Regions from separate parts of the Anas platyrhynchos genome. Here region 1 is linked to region 2. The links are chromatin contacts, called in public Hi-C maps. All regions are on one chromosome and are shown on one strand. The core of a region is the stretch at or near the end of the contact, and the rest is flanking DNA. Distances in the headings are between cores, read along the strand shown.

Region 1 (6,462 bases), core at 1,139-3,638, 36 kb after region 2:
TTAAACAAGCCCTTCCACATGCTTAAGGGAACATACATTAGTGTCTGACAAAACAAGAATAGAAGAGTTATTATATACCACTATTTCATAGAAATCCTGGCTTAGAGCTATTTTTTTAAATGTAGAACAAAAGCACATAACCATTTCCATGAATCTATTGTAAAGCTTCATAAATAAACTATTAATACAATCACCTTGCTTTATTCATCCACAGTAGCTATTAGAAGAAATGAACAGCTGAAAGAGTAATTACACAGCCCTTTGCAGAGTGACTGCAAGCCATACAAACCTAGTCAGCATGGTATTATGGACGCATTGATCTTACTGACAGATAGAAATATATATATATAAGGGTCCCAACTTAAGCTTTATTAAGTTTCAGAATGAAGTTCAAAGTCACTTCATGTACCCTGTTGCCAGCCTGCTGGGGTCTTAAGGTTTCCTTCCATTTCATTATCCTTTCTATTTTCAAGTGTTTTTCTTGTCTTTCCCCCACACCCCCCATGGGAAAGATCAATGTGGAGAGGAAGCTAACAGACTGCATGCAGTCAGTAAGCGAGGGCTAACAGCACATGTGAAATACTACGAGTTTGTCAATTCAGCTTCAATTTCATGATCCAAATCTTTCCTAACTTTTATGCACGCGATTCATACTCAGTGGGGTAATACATCCCTAATTACAGAAACACCCATATGCAGCAAAAACAGAGCTGTCGAGCCATTAGTCAAAAGTTCCCCATTTGCATCTTCGCCTTGCTAGGAATTAGCCTTTTTATTTACGAGCGCTATTCCAGCTGCATACAAGCAGTCATTTTTTGTTGTTGTTCTCAAGAATTCCTTACTTCTATTTTATTAAAACTTCCGTGCAGACTGCCATATGGCTTTACATTATTATTCGAGGATCTAAAACGGCTTGGGATAGAGGATTAAAACCCAGCTTCAGCCTGTGCAGTAAGTATAAACGGCCATTAGTCAGCACGTTTATTGTGGATTCTCGAAGTGTTAAAAGGACAACGCGTCAGAGGGACTTTCTTCTGCCAACCAGTTCAAAACTACCCTCCTGCAAGAATGCCTTGAGGATACTGCAAAACACGGGTTGTCTCTGGCCTCAGACAGGGCTGGCAATCCCCTTCCAAAGCGGAATTGGTGCATACCCACAGAATACCCTCAGGGCTGCTACAGACCTTAAGAGGTACAAAGGTCTTCAGCTCGTATGTGGATGCAAGTCTTAATAGGGAAAAGAAAATACCGAAATGCTCTGACAGCAGTGAAAACCTGTATTGTACTGCAATTACAATTGAGCACTGTGCATTGCTCATTTCTAAAGGTGGCTTGTGAGGGCTGAACTAGGCCTTTAAAAAAAGAAAATCCCCCTGTTTAAAAAACACAGGTTTTGAAACAAAACTTGAAAACATACAACAAAATAAATAACACGGTCCCAAAGCAACTAACTGGAAATAGATGCCATTCATCCTTCCTCCCTGTCAGCTGATGGTTTAGCTGTGTCCTCTGGCTGCACCTCTCTAACATCTCAGTAACTTCTTCACACTGAAACTGACCTGAAAGTGAGTGAAATTGAGGAGCTACAGCAGCAAAAACCATTGACATTTGGCAAATTGATTTGGCTTAATTACCTGAACCAGCTTACCACCAGGGCAGGCACGGGCTAAGGCTGGGACAGGGCAGGCTGCAGAAGGGGGACAACTCTGCTCAGCCAGGGGGTCAGTGTAACTCGGCCACTGAATTGTGTTTGCCAGCAATTAACTCTCACTTTTTTTAATAATCTATTTAAAGGAATTTCAGGTCCTCGCTATAGGAAGGAAGCAGAATTCAGTTCGGGTACGACGACTGCTGTGTAACAGGCAATGTTACAAGGAAAAAGCTGTCGGTGCAGGGGCTGAGGTTCCCCTTTTCATAAAGCAGCGATGAAGAGGAAGAAAACCAAGCAGCAGCAAGGCACAGCCCGGCCACACCGTGCTGCGGAGCTGCGGCTGGCCGCCCCCCCAGGGGCAGGCCCGGCTGCTCCCCGTGCCCGAGCAGTGCCCAGCACGGCCGGGCTGGGCAGGGGCAGGGGCAGGAGCTGGCAGCTCGCCTCCCCCCTGCCCAGCTCGGGCTTTGCCGGAGCAGCCCCTGCTCGCCCAGCCCCGCTGCGCCCCCCCCCTCCCAGCCCCGTCCCCGGAGGCGAGCAGCGCAGCGCAGCAAGGAGCGGGGCGGCGGCGGCACTACCGGCAGGAGGGTGTCCGGCCCGCGTCTCGGCTTTCTCCTTGGGGGGCGAAGACATGGTGGTGGCGGTGCTGGTGCTGCTGGTGGCGGTGCTGGCAGCGCCCCGACCCCGCTCCCCGCCCCCTGTCAACGTGGCCGCCCCGGGGCTCCGCCAGGCCGCGCCCAGGCACCGTGGGGGCGGCACCGGGCCCGGCCCGGCCCTGCGAGGCCTCCCCGGGCACTGAGCGGGGGGAGCCCGGCCCCAGCCCCCAGCCCGCAGCCCGCAGAGCCCCGGCCAGGGGCTGGAGGCTCTCGGTGTTTGCAGGGCCCGGGGCTCAGCGCTTCCTCTGCGCCGTGGAGTGAGCGCTGTGAAGCTGCCGCCTTGCTGGTTTCCTTTATTTTTTTTTTTTATTTTTTTATTTTTTTTTTTGCGCGCGCGGTTTGTGCAGCCGGTTCCTGCCTCTAAAAACCGCGTTTGGGTAGCGCCTGCTGCTTTAGAGGGCAGTACGCCTTTCTATTTCATCATTAGGGTTGGAAAAGAGCTCCAAGATCACCTGGTCCAGCCATCCCCCTACCACCAATGTCACCCACTGAACCGTGTCCCCAAGCACCACGTCCAGCCTTGCCTTGAACACCCCCAGGGACAGTGACCCCACCATGTCCCTGGGCAACTCGTCCCAATGCCCAACCTCTTTCTGAGAAGAAATGTCTCCTCAGCAACAAATCAGCAGCTCAGGCCTTCCCCTTCGCCTTGTTCTGCCAACCACACACGTGTGTGAAGTGGCGTGCACAGCGCTCATCTTGCACCTCGGATCTCGGTACCTTTTCCTGTGAAATCACCCCGCTGATCCACACCCATACAAGATGTCTTTTTTTTTTTTTCAAACACTTTGGTTACACTATCAAAACAACACTGAAAGGTATTGAGCACAGTGCCTAAATCAATCACATTATCAGCAAAGCGTAAACCGTACAAGCTGTTTGGGTTTTCTCTTACAACTTGCCGTAAGGAAATCTAGCCCCTGAAAGCTGAGCGGGTGATGGCTGCAAGTTGAACCCCCCAAAAGCGCTGCAGTCATACAGCCTTCCAGGTGTACCACAGGGAAATTAACGTAGCCATGTGGTGCAGGTCTTTTTTTGCAATTACTATATTACCCTTGCCAAAATATAAGTAATGGGTAATGGCATGAGGGGATTTTTGGCAACAGACCAAAGTATAATCACATCATAGTATCCTTAGCAGTCTGCATGAACAAATGTTATCAAAATACTGTAACTTAGTTGTTGCATTTTGCTGCTGGGTAATTTAATTTCCTTACACATATGGCACTTTGAAGTCTCAGATTATATTTTCAGTTGTCACCTTCTCTGTAGCCTAACACAAATTACTCCAATTCCCCTTCCAGTCTCTGTCAAAGTCTGTTCAGATTATAATTCTTTTTCTAGGACAGAATTATCTCCTAAATGGAGATTATAATGTTTCCCTGTCTACTTTCCTCTTGATTTGAATGAAAAGATTATGTGTTTGGTTGTTCTTGGTTTTCCCAGGTATGCTTGGCTTGGAATTCCCTCTGCTGGTTATGGCAGTCAGTATGATTTTTTGCTGTTGCAGGTTTAATTTAAACCAGCTATTATAGAAGTGAAATTCAAGAAAATGTGCTTTATGACATTAATTTTTTTTTTTCCTCCGAGAATCAGTAATACTTTCATATTTCAGTGCAAGGATTTGATGTGTGGGGGTGCGCTGCAAGGAAGCATTGCATCAAAGTTGTACTTGGCTGTTGTTGGGAAAGCTGCCAACATTTCATAACGCTCCAACACTTGGATGTTGCCGTTAATACAAGTCCTTGTATAAAGGCTTGCTGTGGCTTCACTCCTAAAACGCTACATCCACCCTGAGTACGTGTCAGAAATGCAGGGCTGGAACAGGGCATTTCCTGCAAATGCAGCTGTGCGTCAGATTTGGGAGCAGGGATCGCCAAGCAAATCATCCTGGTGCAAGAACTGGCACGGGGGAATAGAGATAAGAAACAGAGATGCCAAGGTGCAGGAGGACTTGGCCTGGGTGGACAAGGAGGTGACGAGAAAGAGTTGAGTAGGAGGCAGCTGAGAGGTGAAATGAGAATTGTGGCAGCAGGGAGAGCACCAGGGTGGTAGAGCAGAAACACCTCTAGTCGTGCAGTGAAGGGAAGCTGGCTGGCTGGATGTGGCTAGGATGGGAAGCCCAGAGGGAGAGAAGAAAGGCCAAAGGTAGGTCAGGCAGGAGCAACACCCAGAGGATCAAGCTGCCGAAAGGGAGAGGAAAGGATCTTTGCTGCCTTCCAGAGCCTGAAGATTCTTGGGTGGTGTTGTACTTACATGTACGTATAATTACTCATTTGCATAAGTAATGGGCCTGTGCAAAAGCTGTTGCTGTGCTGGCAAAAGAGCTATATAGGTTTCAGTATGCCATAGGATAAAATTTCATTTTGAGTTATTAAATTTTTTAGTGTATTCGAAGTGTTTTAAGAGAAGCAAAAATCCAAATTAAAAATAATAATAATAATAAAAATATATATATTTAATATATTGAGGTTTGGAAAATCAAACACTTAAATGAGAAAATGACGTAAAGGTTCTAAGAGAAATTTCATTTTTGTGCAAAAAAGCAATTGGTTTCTTGGCAGATCTAGGGCAACAGGCATTCCTCCTGCTCGAGGCATTGCCGTAATGTCCTTCCCGATGATGCCAACAAGCAAGAAATACAGAGGTGGGTGGTAGACATTAAAATGCCAGGAGCTGTCAGTCACTGATGTTTCTAACAGTCCTGTTATTTCTACCAGGAGGCACGAAGGATAACAACTGTGGGAAACTTGTGAGGAAAACAGGCAGAGCATTTACAAAAAGTTGGCCCAACTTCCACTGCCAATCCAGCCACACCTGGTGCTGACACCCGTGTCTCAGGGGTTGTAGCAAAGGCAAGTCTCTACTGGAAAAGCAGTAAACAAGAGCTTCACAGGACAGGGCACCAAAATGCAGAAGCATGGTGAGGGAAGAGTACATAAGTCAGGCTGATTAGAATATTTTTATTTCCTGCTTTAACCTGTTTTGAAGACGATTGTTTATTTTAGAATAAGAGCACTTTGTGAAAGGTTCCACAGCACACCTCTTCAGTTCACAGTTAAGAGCTCCTAAAAGGCATCTCAAGCATCGACAGTGCTATCCGGGACAACCAGGAAAGAACACTCTCCAGCCACTATTAATTTTAGCTAAAATAACAAGCAGAAAGAAGCTATGTGTTTTGTGGTAATGGTGGAGGAAAAAAAACAGCTTTCCATGTTCCTTCCCATCCCACAGTTAAAGGAAAAAATAAATAAAGAAAAAGAAAATAGGAAAAAGCCCTTTACAGAAAAAATCCACATGAAGAGATTAGATATGAAAGCATGCAAAAGCATGCCAATAGAAACTATTTTCAGTTGCACTTGGCCATTCACGAGACTTCTGACAATAATACTAGGCTCTTATTTTTGTGCTCGATAGCCCAACGTATGTTCAGTAAGCAGTCTGCTTTAAAAATAGGCAGTCTGTTGAACTATGATTAGGACACCGTTTATGTCTATTTTGAAACTAGTCCACAGTCCTTAACAGATGGCTACAATTTTTTTTTTGTGCTTCCTCTTGGGCCTGCAGCAAAGCTTTATGTTCTTTCTGAAAATATTAAAACATGTAGAAAAGCCTTTTCTTGGTTCAAGGCAGGGAGAAATTACAATAATGCAATCTAGGGTCACTGAGCGCTTGAAAGGCAGCTAAATACTTTGCTACAACCCTCAAATTCTACCATCATCTCCAGCACACGCAAGCACATGGATGCTGCAAACCTTGGGGAGCATGATAAATTGCTCTATATTTAGCCATGGGTTGGGCAAGACTCGTTCAGCGAATAGGCTTGTGTCAAATTTATAGATGAGCATAAAGTCAATGAAAACAACTAGCTGATTTTGATATGCATATAGAACAGTTTCACCTGAAAAGTTAGGGTTGCTTTTTGAAAATTGGGCTGTTTTGTTTCAATGTTTTAAGATTTGGGTATTTTTTAAAGATTAAAAAACACGGGGAAACTAAATGATTTTTATCAGTTCTCCACATAGTTCTAATCCATCATGACATTTTCAGGATAGCATTTCTAAGAAACAGCAGATAAACCAAAGGGATTTTTTAGGGGAGAATTTTATCCTTCACTTTGACCTTTTGTGTTTGTAGATTTTCACTTGTATGTGTCAC
Region 2 (7,117 bases), core at 2,659-5,158:
CCAGCTCAAGCACTTCTACTCTCCGTCCAAAAGGCCTTTCGTTGTTTTTTCTTTTTTTCCTCAGAAAACCCTGCATTAATTTCTGGCTGACCTGAGCAACTGCACTCAATAAATGCCGCAATGAAGCTTCACCTCTGTAGTTAACTGATTACAAAAGCCAACAAGTGAACACTTCACTCCAGTGGAAGTAACACCAGCCGACCACTGAGCTCATTTACATACGTTAATTATTCTTTAGCAGGGAAAAAGACAGAAGGCTGGCCAGAAACGTGAATGATTGAATGCACCTGTATCCTTATGATTCTATGTTAGAGCCATCGTCTTTTTCCTAATTTCTACTAGATCACATTGTCCCAGAAAAAAATCTTTAAAACTTTAATATTATCAATTATCTCAGATGATCTATTGAACCAGAATCAGCCCAGAGCATCTATAATCATACACCTATACTAATGAGGAATTCAACTGATCAGAGAAAGACCTGGATAATCACTCACTGAATTTATTGTGAAGAAGATCATCTGCAAAAAGATTTCTCTCATTAAAAATGAAATTAAAGTATGAATCAAATCTCCACTGCCAGACTCTCAAACCATTGGCTTTGTCAGATACAGATTAGCTGCCAGGCCCGTAATTTCATAATCACACTCCAGGACATCTAGTGCAGTTGTGGTATTCCAACATCACTTGCTATCCTTCCAAAGAGCTTACCAAAAATAGACATAAAACTAGAGACTATGCATAGGCTATTATTGCTACATTTGTAAAACATTGTCAAGTGCTTTAAATTCTATTGGTGTTTTATGTAAAGCACAACCTACATTTCTACTATTTTGTAAGCCGTGGTGGTTGCTTTGAGGATATACTTAATCTGATGAAAATTGGTTTGACAGATGTTGTTTTGAAGATGCAGCATTCCTTTGTTTAGGCATCAGTAAGCAAGAAAGCAAAAAAAAATTACTTTCTTACAAGAATTGGACTTGTTTACAAATATATGTTTTAAAGCTATTTAATGCACACATTTGTTTATCATTAAATGATAGCCTTAGCTGATGTTGTGTAGGAATACAACAGTGTATTTTCCCAGACTGCTATTGTGTGTCAATATTTTCAGAGCGAACACTTGTTTTATTATAACAGAGGAAGAGAACGCATCTGTCAAGATTTCAGTGCTCAAAGAACTTACCCTGATTTTACATGTGCAACGCTGCTAAGAACGGCACCTGTTTAACTTCCAAATCTCCACTAGATTCATTTATCCTGATTGTATTCACATAAAATAAAGATTTCCATTATTTCATAATACTTAGCTTAAATAAGGTCTTTATCTGACATTGCAAGTAAATGGAATACTTGAAAAGATCATTAACTAGATGAAATGAGGCATTAATAATACTAAAATCTTACGTCTTCACCTCAGAGGGATTGGTTGAGCTCAAGTCTGACAGAAATATTGTAAAGACAAACACAAAGGCATTACTGTGGAATCTCCTACAGCCCACGGAAAACATGCAGAGGTGGTTATTTATCCCATTCCGTTTGAAATATAGAAACTGAACTAATCAGTTTTCCAAGTAAATAGTGATTGTTATAGTCATTAACTGAATCTGTGCAGTGTATGCACACACACACACAGGCTACGTACATATACAGACTACACAACTTTTTAAGAGTGGTCCAAAGCACAGGAAGGAGCCCAGCCTCTGCCCTGTTTGCAGCACCTGGATTGCCTAGCACCGTGTTACTTGACAGGGTGGATCTGATGCCAGTTTCCAGTGGCTGGTTGAGTGGCAGTCCTGATCTGGATAAAAGATGGTAAGCATTACTCAAAGCATGATTCAGAATAAAAGACTGCATTTAGAGATGACTAACTAGGAAATAGAACCATGGATCAAAGCTAGCACTCAATAATCACTGGCAATTGGAAAAATGAAAACACACTAAAACAAATAAAGAACAGGAAAAAGCAATGGTAAACATAGTACCTCACAATATATGTTGTATAAAATATTGTATTCAGTCCAGGAACACCATAACAAAAGAATCAGAGCAGAAATAAAGATGGAAAAAATAACCAAGAGGGCATGCAGAACCTTCTACGTGAGTAAAGAGCTAAGACCTATTTGCGCTCTGTATACGCAAGGCTGGAGAATATTGTTCCCATTTATCTTCTTTATAGTATACATAGAAAATAACACTTGCAGAAAGTAAAAGACATGCATTTAAAACTTGTAATAGCAGACACCTTTAAAATACCAGAGAATTAAATGCAGAACCTCCTGAAAATAAAGCAACATTAAGACCAAGAGTTTAAGGAGATTCAAAGCCAGAATTAGACATTTATACAGCTTTAACACATTCACATCAGTATAGAAACACGAAAAAGTTGTAAAAATGCTGGTATTCTGGGTCTCAAGTTAACCTTGAAATTACAAGGTCTACAAAAAGACACCCGCACAGAGGTTAAACTTTGATATTTCATTATCTTCTCCATCTTCGATTAGATATCACAGGAGATTATTTTCCTGATACATCTGATTCATCCAGAATTCATCTCAGTACAGTAGATCAGGGTATAAGCACAGACTCAGGACTCCCAGTATGGAAATATTTAAACAGGCTAGCCTGCTTTCAAAAGGATAGAACTGAACACATGCCAGTCCTTTGCTAGGCTAGAATTACTTATTTTTTTTCAAAATAGGTACAAAACCAGTAATTGCTTTAAAACTACATTAAATTGCATTATCTTCTAAACGTGTGTAGCTCATATTTGTCTTTTCCTCTTTGTGGGAAATAATTATTTGTCCTCTTACCAGTCATCATCATCTGCTGTTAGAGGGACCTGGCAAACAGACGCATGAAATAACGCCATGACATGTTTTTCAGAGACTTAGAAACCACAGATGATGTCAAAATTTTTAACTATCAAAAAGCGATGGTGAATTTTTTGTGTTTCCTTGCCTCTCTCAAGCCACCCAGTGGCATGCACTGACCTGTAGCTGGCCTCCCTGACTATGGAGCATGAGGGAGCAATGCCAGAGACCTGCTGCCGACTGGAGAGGCACCAACACTGCTGGGCAAAGGCAGCATGCAGACAGCACCTCGCCCCTTGAACACCCCAAAACAGCAAGGACTTGAAAAGGGAGAATAACCTTCTACTGACCAGCTTGCCCTCTATTTCTTTGCTCATTTTCCAAGTAAACACACCATGCACTCTCTTAAACAAGTTGCTTAGGCAAGCAAAGTGAAAAACATTAAGTAGTATGTTCAATCACCCCTTGATCCCCCAACTGTTCCCTAATTAGAGCAAGTTTTATACCTTGTGCCTACCAAAACAGTCGCTCTATGAACAAAAAGTCCTCAAAATACTCTAGTCAGAAATCCAACTTCAGTCAACAAAACTTCTGACTTTAATCTCGCCCTTGGCTTTCTAGAATTAAAACCATTTTGGCAAGTTGTTCAAACCATCCAGCTTAATCTTCAAGGTTACTTGGAAATTCATATATTCTGGTTATGAAACATTAAAGCTAACTATTCTTAGTTTAATTCCTTTTTAAAGATGTCCAGATACTACTTTCTAGCGGTGCTTATTTGAATTTACGTGGTTGCTTTTAATTTTGGCATTGTCTGCAAAAATAAATTCTGAGATGATTAAAAACACACTGAGATGATTAAAAGCACATTTCTCAGCAATAGAGAAAGACTAACAAGCACACTGCTCATCAGCTTGCCTGAAATACTTTCCAATTGGCTGTAATGCATTTAGGTTATTAATTTTCTGGACAGAAAAGTAATAATTAGCCTGACTGACTACCAGAGGGAAATATGCTAGTTGATTGCGCAGGGACGTACAGTATCTGATATTCCATGTTAATTTATCCTGTTGAGGTCATTTATTTATCTGCCATAACTTTCAAACCTTTAAGATCACCCACAGGATGGCACTGTTGAACCTCTGAGTTTTCTGTACAGTACGTATACACCCTTGAAGAAATCCAGGTGCTGTGGCAGATACTAAAACAAGTAAAAGCAATGCTTCCTCTTGATGAACTGAAGTGTGTGATATATATATGTGTGTGCTCATATATATTTATATATATGGATACTCAGGCATACACATACATGCACATACAGCCACACCCTACTTTTCGAGAACAATTCTCTTGTCCCCACGTGTTTAGTTTCTGTCCCAATATATCCCATGAGCTAGGTTCCACTCTGCTCAGCCCTTTTCTTCCTTAAAGCTTGCATTTGTCTGCATAGGAAGAGCCTAAAGCCCTAGCAGGACATTGTAATGACTATCTGCTTGGCTATTCATACACAAGCAAATTGTGTGTCCTGATCTTTTAATGAGATGGTAAATCACTGGCCATTACATTTGATAGCAACTGATTGACATTCATTGTTCTTACAATCACCATCAACTTGCCACAGCATATGGCCTGATTAATCTCACCAGATCAATCTCATTCATCTTTGGTTTTAGTGCATGTTTTAGCCATGGAGAGAATTATTTGAGAAAGAGAGATCGCTATCCACAATCTCTCATCTACATTGTTGTTCAAGCTATAAAGAGAATAAATTTCTTTCTTGCCTTCTTCCGATCACAGAACAAAGACTTAAGTATTTCACCTTTTCTATAGGCTCAGAGGATTTAGAAACAGTCCACAGTTGGTTTGTATTTCAGGGTTCAACCTCGTCTAACTGCAGCATTAGCCCACATAGCATTTGTAGCCCCTTAAAAAGAAAAATGAGAGCTACGAAAACTGACATAAAGCAAGTAATAATTAAATGCTGATAACTCAAAGGAAACTCTAAAATAAGGAATTAAGAAGGGCAGACTTCAAGCATTTGTGAAATGGATGGCCAGCGAAGACCCATGGTGCTAAGGGAAGAGAGGACCAAGTTTTTCACTCTAGTCACACAGTTAAGTGCATTTCAGAATCTGTTCCCATGATGGTAACACGCTTTCACAATGAGAATATGACAACTATGGGCCTGCACTACATCATCTCAGCATCAGAGATACATTATTCAGTTGCAGCACTGTTGCAGGTCCTCCAACATCTGTAGCAGATGGAAGATGGAGTAGAATTTGAAAAATGCCATTGACACTGCACTAGGAATACGTGATGTGAGTGCGACGAAGGGGATGCAGAAGTTAGAAGCTAATAAGAAGGCTGAAGGCTTCTCACTCCTGTCCTGGTGAATTTGTTCATCGCAGAGACACGCAGCAGTGGCCCAGAACGTCCCAATCACAGCTGTTAGAAGCCATACCTCACCCTCGCCTTCACACGCCTCAAGCCATTAACTAATGCAGCAGACGTGCACATTTCACTCTATCGCTTTCAACAATTGCATTATCTTTCCTTATTACTCCAAACGACACTCTAGACACAGAGAGACACGTATGCATATTCATGTATGTAAATACTACACCATCTCCCACATCCACAGCACTATTACAAGAAGCCTCCTTAACCCAATTGTGCACTACACATGCGGCGCAGTTTCCGTGCTGCAGTAGCGCTTTACTGTTGCATGAGTCTCTCCAGTGCCAACACAGACAAAAATCAGCTTTTTTGTTACTCCTGTGGATATTCACAGCTCCCCCTGCAGCAGAAGAGATCATGACAAAATTCTTGCCCATTTCAAAATGCCACACCTGGGAAGGCTCCAAGCACAACCAAGGGTGCTTTGGAAGGTTATGTCTTGCACTGTAAGATCCCAGGCTGAAGATTGTGCAAGTCGCCTGGCCAGGAACATGCTTTAGTTCAAACCTTTCCAACATTGTTGACACAATCCTCCTTACCATCCAGTGGCAAGTGCAATTTCAAGAGGAATGAATCTTGTCATAGGAATGAGACCAGCAAATCTTAGAACAAAAACATCCTCTTAATTCAGATGCAGGAAGCAAAGGAATCATGCTTTCTGTATTCTTGTATTTAGAGCTCATAAAGAAGCAACAGAAGACAGAGTTTAAAAAATGTTTTCAATTTAACAGCTTATTTCTAATAGTAAAAAGCAAGCAACAAAAAAAAAAACTAGTCACTAATGAACTTAGCCCAGCTAGGTTTTTAATACGACAGAAGGCACAGAACAAAGCTCTCAAAAAAGAGATTCAGTTTCTCAAAGTTCACTTAAAAAAATATGCAATTTGTTTAATATGCTATTTAAACGAATATATTTAATTTATTTGCTATTTAATTGCTATATGCTATTTGTTTAAGTGAACTTTGAGAAACTGAATTTCTCCACAGAGAAAACAACCTCCACTGACCTGCCAGGAAGCAACCACTTAATTCCTCTGCTACCATTGCTACCCCCATGCTGCTGATCTGTGGTGCTAGGACAGCCAGAATCTTCCTTTTTCATCTAGAAGCATCCAGCCACCTGAACAGTCAGAACAGATGGTTTCTTCCGTTCTTATTTATCTTAAGGGTTTAATCCAGAAGGTCAACATTTGATATTACTAAAATCAACTGCAGAACTTCCACTAATGTCAATGGGACTGGAACTTCATACTGAGGAAACACACACAAAATGACCCTGAAGAAATCAATAGCAATGGGATTTAAAGCATTACAGTCTGAGGATTTCAAGAGGAGTTCTTGGATGTTAAACTTTCACTCGCTGTGAAACAAATGTCCAGATTTTTAAGTGATAATAAAATCTGTGGCAATTCAAATGGATAACGGATCAATGTGCTGTTAAATCTGAATACAGTTCTGTAATAGTACACATTCATTTAAATGGGATGTAGGAGTCTTCAAGCAACTAAAAACCCCTGAATGTCAATACCTCTAGCGATTTTTCTGTTAATTTAACAAAAACAACTGCTAATTTTCTAGTTCGGTCTGTTAGATCTGTCACATCCTGGTACATTTGTTTGAATGGCATGTATTAATATCAGCTACAGAGCTTCTGTTCCTTAATCAAGTGTTATAGCACCTGCAAGAGGGCAGCTAACCGCTTGGCTACATTGGTTTCTACCATTCATTATCAAACACTTAGTAGAACATGTTTAGATTGCACCTTTCTCTGTGACATGTACATAGCTCTGCTTCTTCGCTTTGCTTTTAGAGGACAAACAGATCGGTCTGAGGAATTAAAACAA

What was found. A called contact is a pair of places that touch in the nucleus more often than the background predicts.
Region 1: a contact with region 2 is called in a Hi-C map of F1 follicle, with 2.3 times the contacts expected there. The contact joins the promoter of DAP here to the enhancer-like site in region 2. A contact is called at or near these places in 3 of 8 Hi-C or Micro-C datasets (F1 follicle, liver and skeletal muscle).

The regions. Positions count from the first base shown.
Region 1 is chr2:75,615,825-75,622,286 of IASCAAS_PekinDuck_T2T, forward strand. DAP (death associated protein) reads right to left here and starts at 2,389. Exons shown (of 4, transcript XM_027451733.3): 1 at 2,227-2,389. The coding sequence starts at 2,281.
Region 2 is chr2:75,578,588-75,585,704 of IASCAAS_PekinDuck_T2T, forward strand. The region is part of intron 2 of DAP (death associated protein); the gene reads right to left. Among named protein-coding and RNA genes, the nearest start is that of DAP, 36 kb to the right of the region's middle. Within about 2 kb of position 3,909, at least 1 of the 8 cell types and tissues checked has an H3K27ac peak or open chromatin away from gene starts, as enhancers often do. A contact at or near this core is called in F1 follicle, where this site is marked.